Linked DNA regions of Macaca mulatta: region 2 is linked to region 1. The links are chromatin contacts, called in public Hi-C maps. All regions are on one chromosome and are shown on one strand. Each heading gives the region's core, a stretch centred on a gene start, on an enhancer-like site or on the middle of the called end of the contact. The rest is flanking DNA. Distances are from core to core; before and after follow the strand shown.

What was found. Hi-C and Micro-C count contacts between places; a contact is called where the count stands out from the background.
Region 2: a contact with region 1 is called in a Hi-C map of liver, with 2.6 times the contacts expected there. The contact joins the promoter of ZNF573 here to the promoter of ZFP30 in region 1. A contact is called at or near these places in 2 of 14 Hi-C or Micro-C datasets (fetal cortex germinal zone and liver).

What each region holds. Positions count from the first base shown.
Region 1 is chr19:48,745,382-48,748,804 of T2T-MMU8v2.0, forward strand. It overlaps ZFP30 (ZFP30 zinc finger protein), which reads right to left and starts at 1,557. Exons shown (of 7, transcript XR_013410589.1): 1 at 1,511-1,557; 2 at 811-882.
Region 2 is chr19:48,864,558-48,867,944 of T2T-MMU8v2.0, forward strand. It overlaps ZNF573 (zinc finger protein 573), which reads right to left and starts at 1,388. Exons shown (of 7, transcript XM_077982496.1): 1 at 1,340-1,388. It overlaps LOC144337445 (a long non-coding RNA gene), which reads left to right and starts at 1,478. Exons shown (of 2, transcript XR_013410608.1): 1 at 1,478-1,819.

The sequences.
Region 1 (3,423 bases), core at 307-2,806:
GTCTGGCTCATTTTCCTGCTTGCAAGCATCCATCATAATTACCTTCACATTTGCATTGCTCTTGGGAATAAACAAAGCTGACAGGGAATGACTGAGCATCATCATTTTAATACCAGTGGCTACGATGAATTAAGGACTCACTATGTGCCAGGCACTCTCCTAAGAGCTTCACAAATATTAATTCATGTCATCTTCAAAACAACACCGTGAGTATACACTATTACAATTATGAGGAAACTGAAGCACAGATTGCTTAAACTCGTTTAGCTTTAAGTGGCAGTCAGGATTCAAATCCACTTAATCTAGGCTCGAAATACTTAATCACTACACTACACTACACCTCTGTCAGTCGATCCAAAGATATACCCAAAATAAACTCATGCTGCCAAACCTCAAATCACATCTGGCTGGTACCAAAAACTTCTACTCAGGAATTTCCTGGAAAAAAAGACATCATCTTTCTATCCCGGAATCATTAAAACATATCTAAACCCTAGAAAACTCCTTAACAAAAACAAAGTATGAACATTAATCTCAAGCAAGGGTATTTCCATATCATCAAAATCCTTAGAAAAACGGCGCTCACAGAGTAACTGAACATACAGTTAAGTAACCACGTAACTAACTATAGAACAGCATGAAGTAGGCACTAAAAAAGGGAAATCTATTAATTAGGTCCCCTGTCGTTAACGAGGTAGGGAAATCCTAAGGCCCAAATCAATGAATAAATAGATCATTCTCAAGCAGGATTTTAAACGGAAGGAAGTCGAATGCATTTCACAGAAACAAAGCAGCAGCACGAACTCACACGGAACCGGCTTTTAGAAGAGCAGCAGCGATTCGTTTCTCCTTCTCAGGCGCCTCCTCTGGAAACCGGCAGGGCTGGGGAAGCAGGCACGGTTCAGGACACCCCAGCCTTTTCTTGATTGGAACCCCCCCTCCACGCTTCCCTGGCCCCAGCGAACCGCCACCTGCATGCACAAATGGAAACGACAGGGCAGAGGATCCGCAATCACCCGCGTCTGGGTTCGAAGTTCCGGGTACGCTGTAGTTCCATACCCAGTTGCCCACGCCCCGGGACCACCCACTGTGTCTTTTCGGAACTGTCCAGGTGTCCTCCCAGACCCCAGACACCCGCCCCAAATCTAGGTCCCAGCGTTTTGCAGGGGACCTTCATCTTGGGGCGTTCACCTGTGACTTCCCTCTTGGACCTTTTCGCTACGGCCGAGCCTAAGCGACTGAAGAGCGGAAGGAGATGCGCGGAGCCTGGGTCTCCAATTGCACCATAGGCCGCACCCACGAACCGGGCCCGGCACAATTACTGCCGTCCGGGCCTCCAGGCCTCAGGGCTGCAGAAGCTCAGTCCCGGGAAAAAACGCACAGCGGCCTGAGGCTCCATAGGAACCTTTTCTCCACCTCCGGTCCTGCCTGCAAAATAACCCACCCCGCGCTCTTTTCCCTCAGAAAAGTAGCGGCCACAGCGGCGCCCGGCTCCCAGCCCCAGCCTCACCGGACTCCGAGGATCGTCCAGCCGTGGAGTCAGCGGCGCCAGAATACGGGAGAGCGCCTGTCTCGGTCGCGAATGCGCAAGCGCGCGGGGGGCGGAGGCAAGTCCCGCGGCTGCTCCGGAGTGGGAGGGGCGCGTGGGGCAGGGTCTCGGCAGGGATAGTGCGGCGGGGGAGGTGCACCCAGAGGGACGGTAGTGTCCCTTGCCTCAGGCCTCTACCTCTAATGGGGGCCCCGTGACTGACCAGTGCCATTAAAGATAATCCGGGCCTGCTCCCCTGTGGACACTGCGGTCCAAAACTTAAAAAACCAATATTTCGGCTTTTTATTTTTCATTTGGTTCTCAGCTCGGCGCCAGGCGGAAGCTGCGAGCCCCGCCCCGCCCCCAGCGACGCCTCACTGGATCCTTTGGAAATCGGCTTCTGCCCGGAGTGCGCAAGCGCGCGGGGCGAACCTGGGGGCTCTTCAGGGAGCAAGGGAGACGGCGTGGGGCCGCACGTGCAGAGGGGTCGGGAGATTTGGAGGTGGGTGGAGGTTGGCTACAGGATCCCGATGGGGATGGAGTGTCCAAACCTAGGCCTGTAGCCGTGACCCTGGCGGTGAGCTGGATGGAGGAAACCCCAGTGTGGCGAGCCTGGACCAAGGCGCGGCGCGTGCTCCCTGTGGTGTTTGCTGAGTGACGGCCGCCGCGCCCCCGCGCACCTGGACCGAGTGCCTGGCCGCAGGCGGGGTAGTGTTTCCGGGCACGGGGGATGATGAGTGCGCGTGTGCCGTTCTCCTGCAGGGGATTGTGATGGTGCCGCAGAGAGAGCTGCGCGGTGGTGCCCGACTCTGACGCCGGCTGTAGGGGTCTCTGGGATCTGTGCGGTTTGTGTCTGCGTTTGTGACGTACCTGAGATCGGATCTGTGACTGTGGCTCTGCCTCGTCCCGTGTTATTTCCAGAATGCTTTTGCTAGGGCAGCGCTTCTGGTTCTGGTTTTCCATGGAGACGGTTTGTGGGTCTCTACGAAACTGAGTGTTGGGATTTTGATTATCTGCATCTGGCCCTTGTGTACCCTCAGGACTGTGGTGTTAGGCAAGTAAAACAATTGCAGGAAAAAAAAATTGGAAAGGAATAAGGTTGCTGTTACTTCCAAATGATGGACTTGTAGGACTGTGTCAGAAAATTGAAATGAATAGGACACCATGAAACAGGAGGGAGAGGCATTTTATTTTCTTCCATACCTGGACTTGGAATATTCTAACAAATGAGATTTGTTTTTTCTCCTTTGTTCCTAGATGAACTCTTGGATAAATTCAATGTCTCCAAGCATTCTGGTCTCAAACTCCTGACCTCAGGTGATCCTGAGACCATCCTGGCCAACATGGTGAAACCGTGTCTCTGCTAGAAATAAAAGTAGCTGGGCGTGGTAGCCGTGTGTCTGTAATCTCAGCTACTGGGGAGGCTGAGGCAGGAGAATAGCTTCAACCAGAGAGTCAGAGGTTGCAGTGAGCCGAGATCACACCGCTGCACTTAAGCCTGGCGACAGAGCGAGACTCCATCAAAAAAAAAAAAAAGCAAAAATTAGCTGGGCATGGTGGCACATGCCTGTAATCCCAGCTACCCAGGAGGCTGAGACAGGAGAATCGCTTGAACCCAGGAGGTGGAGGTTACACTGAGCCGAGATCGCAACACTGTACTCCAACCTGGGCGACAGAGCAAGACTCCATCTCAAAAAAAAAAAAAAAAAAAAAAAAGGATTGTTGACTCAAGAGTCATGGAGGTATGACCTGGCAGTCAGCATTTGGGGACTTGCAAATGTCTGTGCATGGCTGAAGTGTGGGGTGCCTTTAGGGAGTGGGGAGGGGAACTACAGGGGTAAACAAAGTCTAGATTTTCAAAGACCCTGAATGCCAAGCACAGGAACTTGAACTTC
Region 2 (3,387 bases), core at 138-2,637, 120 kb after region 1:
TATGAGATTTTTTTTTTTTTTTTTTTTTTTGAGAGTCTTGCTCTGTAGCCCAGGCTGGAGTGCAGTGGCAAGATGTCGGCTCACTGCAACCTCCGCCTCCTGGGCTCTCCTTCCTCAGCCTCCCGAGTAGCTGGGATTACAACCGTGCACCATCATGCCAGACTAATTTTTGTATTTTTAGTAGTGATGGGGTTTCGTCATGTTGGCCAGCCTGGTCTCGAATTCCTGACCTCAAGTGATCCGCCCGCCTTGGCCTCCCAAAATGCTGCGATTACAGGCATGAGCCACCACACTCGGCAGAATATAAGAACGTTAATGAGATTCAGCTCAATGGCTCCCAAAATCTACTGGGAAAAAAGCAGATTGGTATTAGGACATTCAGACACATTTCAGACAAAGGGAAGCATGCCCTAAAACCAGTAATCTTAGGAAAGAAAAAAGCCAACTAGCCTAAACATTGATTTTTAGACGTGAAAGAATTTTTTTCCTCCTCATCAGAGTCCTTTTGAGTAATAGCAGGACCAAGGAGGGGGAAAAGAATCATGAGTTACCAGGTCCTTCCTTGAAGCACGGAATGCCTCGTAACACAATACCCTCCACACCTTCCCTGTTCACACACTTTAACACATGGAGGTAGGAGGGAGGCTGGAATCTGGGTATGAGTTCACAGCAGGTTCCTGGGGTCAGAGCTCTGGGAAAGACGAGGTTCTGAGACAAGTAGCTCGCTCTCAGAGTTCACAAAGAAATAACCTCCCAGGCGTTTCCAATCTCACAGCAAGTCAATGCCTTCTTGCTGGAAAACTTCATTTAGAGTTCAGTATCCAATTTCCCTCTTGCAGACATTTTTTGTGTGTGTGTCAGCCGCAAGCAGCTGTGAGGAGAGAGGGGAGAAGACGCATCCAGGAACCTACAGCCACGACTCAAAGTGACACCGCAGTGCCACCGCAATCAACGTACATGAAAAGGACAAGCACCTCACATCCCCGTCACGCAAGCACAGCCACTCACTCACCTGTCACAGCCTCACAACCGCACCCACCGTCAAGGAGGCACATCACAGCCTCTCACACGCACAGTTTCTCTCTCACACACTCTCAAACATTCTCCATCTGACATATACAACATTCTCTCACGTGCGCACTCAAATACCCTCCTCTGCTGTTCATGCACCCACGGGCCTGAGATTCCGATAACAACTGGTCATCCAACTACAGGCTTCCACGGTTTAAGCGCTTCCTCCACCACCCCGGCCGGTTTAGGTTGGGCTCCAGTGTAACTTGATTGCCCAGAGCTCTGCCTGCGAGTACCCTGTGCCCATCCTGAAATGAGTTCAACTCACCTTGCAAAAGAACCACGCGAAAACGGAAAGGAAGCCATAGATTGGGTGTTCCCGTTGCCCTCTGGGAAATGTAGTTTAAGCCTAAAGATCCATGACGGCGGTGGCTTGTGGGAAAAGTGTCTCGGAACCCCAAATCCCGGTTAGATTGCAGGCACCGTCGGACGCTGGCTCCCGGAGGGTTTAATCTTCCCTCTACCCGGAGTGCGCAGACACAGAGACTTACTGCGCTGGCGAAGATAGCTGAGGCGAAGCCATGTTCGACTTGTCCTCGGAGTCCTGAGGGTTTCAGTGACCACAGAAGGCTGAGAAGGGGAATCCGAACTCGGAGCTGCCGGAAGCCTCGGGCTGGTTGAGTGTAGAGCCGGTCGGGGAGGGGGTTCAAGGTGTGGCCGCGAGGGCGAGCGTGGGGGATCGGGTATGAGCTCCCGAGGGCGGGGACTCTGCTCTGTGTCCCCTGAGGAGGTCCAGCCTTGTTATAAGGTATGAGAAAAGTAACTTTTAAAGAATGGACAAATATTAATTGTATGTTTTATATACTGATAGAGTACAATATGCTGTTTTGATCTATGTTTACAATGTGAAATGATTAAGTCAAGCTAATTAAATCTGTCACCTCACTTTTTTGTGGTGAAAACATTTAAAATCTACTCTTTGAGCAATTTTGAAACATACAACACATTATTTATGTAGTTGCTATTCTGTGCAATAGATTACTAAAGTTTGTTCCTGCTAACTAACTGAAATTTTGTACTCCTTTAATTAATATCTCCCTTTCCCCCATTTTTCAGTCTCTGGTAAACACTATTCTCTGCCTCTTAAGAGTTAGACTTTTTTAGATTCCACAAATACCACTTATGTGATATTTGTATTTGTCTTTCTGTTCCTGGCTTCTCTCACTTAGCATAATGTCCTCTTGGTTTATCCATGTTGTCACAGATGACAGAATTTTCCTCGTTTTATTTTTATTTTTTATTTATTTTCTAAAAATCTATCTTTTATTTGTTTTTTAAAAACTCCATCTTGAGACGGAGTTTCACTCTTGTCGCCCGGGCTGGAATGCAGTGGCACAGTCTCAGCTCACTGCAACCTCTGCCTGCCCAGTCCAAGCAATTCTTGTGTCTCAGCCTCCCAAGTATCTGGGATTATAGGCATGCGCCCCTACATCGGCTAATTTTTGTATTTTCAGTAGAGACAGGGTTTCACCATGTTGATCTGGCTGGTCTCGAACTCCTGACCTCAGGTGATCCACTCACCTTGGCCTCTCAAAGTGCTGTGTTTACAGGTGTGAGCCACTGTGCCCGGCCAATTTTCCTCTTTTTAAAAAGTGAATAGTATTCCTTTATATATACATATATATGTATATGACATTATATATATAATATGTAACATTCTCTTCATCCATTTATAACATGCTGGACACCTAGGTTGCTTCCATATCCAATGCAGAATAATGCTGCAGTGAATATGGTAGTGCAGTTCTCTCTTCAGCATGCTGATTTCAATTCCTTTAGCTATACACCCACAGGTGGGATTGCTGGAACATAGAGTAATTCTATTTTTAGTTTCTGATGAATCGCCATATTATTTTCCATAATGGCTGTATTAATATACATTGGGAAATGTACTTACTTTTGATGCTGTTGGGAATGGACTGGTTTATTGAATAAATTGTGTTAGGTACATTGACTAATGAGTGGGTAGAAGTGAAGTTATATTTACTTAATTCTTTAAGGCATAGTCAAAACAGACTGAATAATTAAATGTAAAAATGATCTGGAGAAAACGTTTTTGGCTTTTTTTTGAGATGGAGTCTCGCTCTGTTGACCAGGCTGGAGTGCAGTCGTGCGATCTCGGCTCACTGCAACCTCTGTCTCCCGGGTTTGAGTGCTTCTCCTGCCTCAGCCTCCCAAGTAGCTGGGATTACAGGCATGTGCCACCGCACCTGGCTAATTGTATATGTTTTAAAATATTGAGTTAGGAATACATTTTCTAAGCTAAATTGACGTGAAATGCTAAGGAAATAGTGAGATTTAACTTGATAATTATGT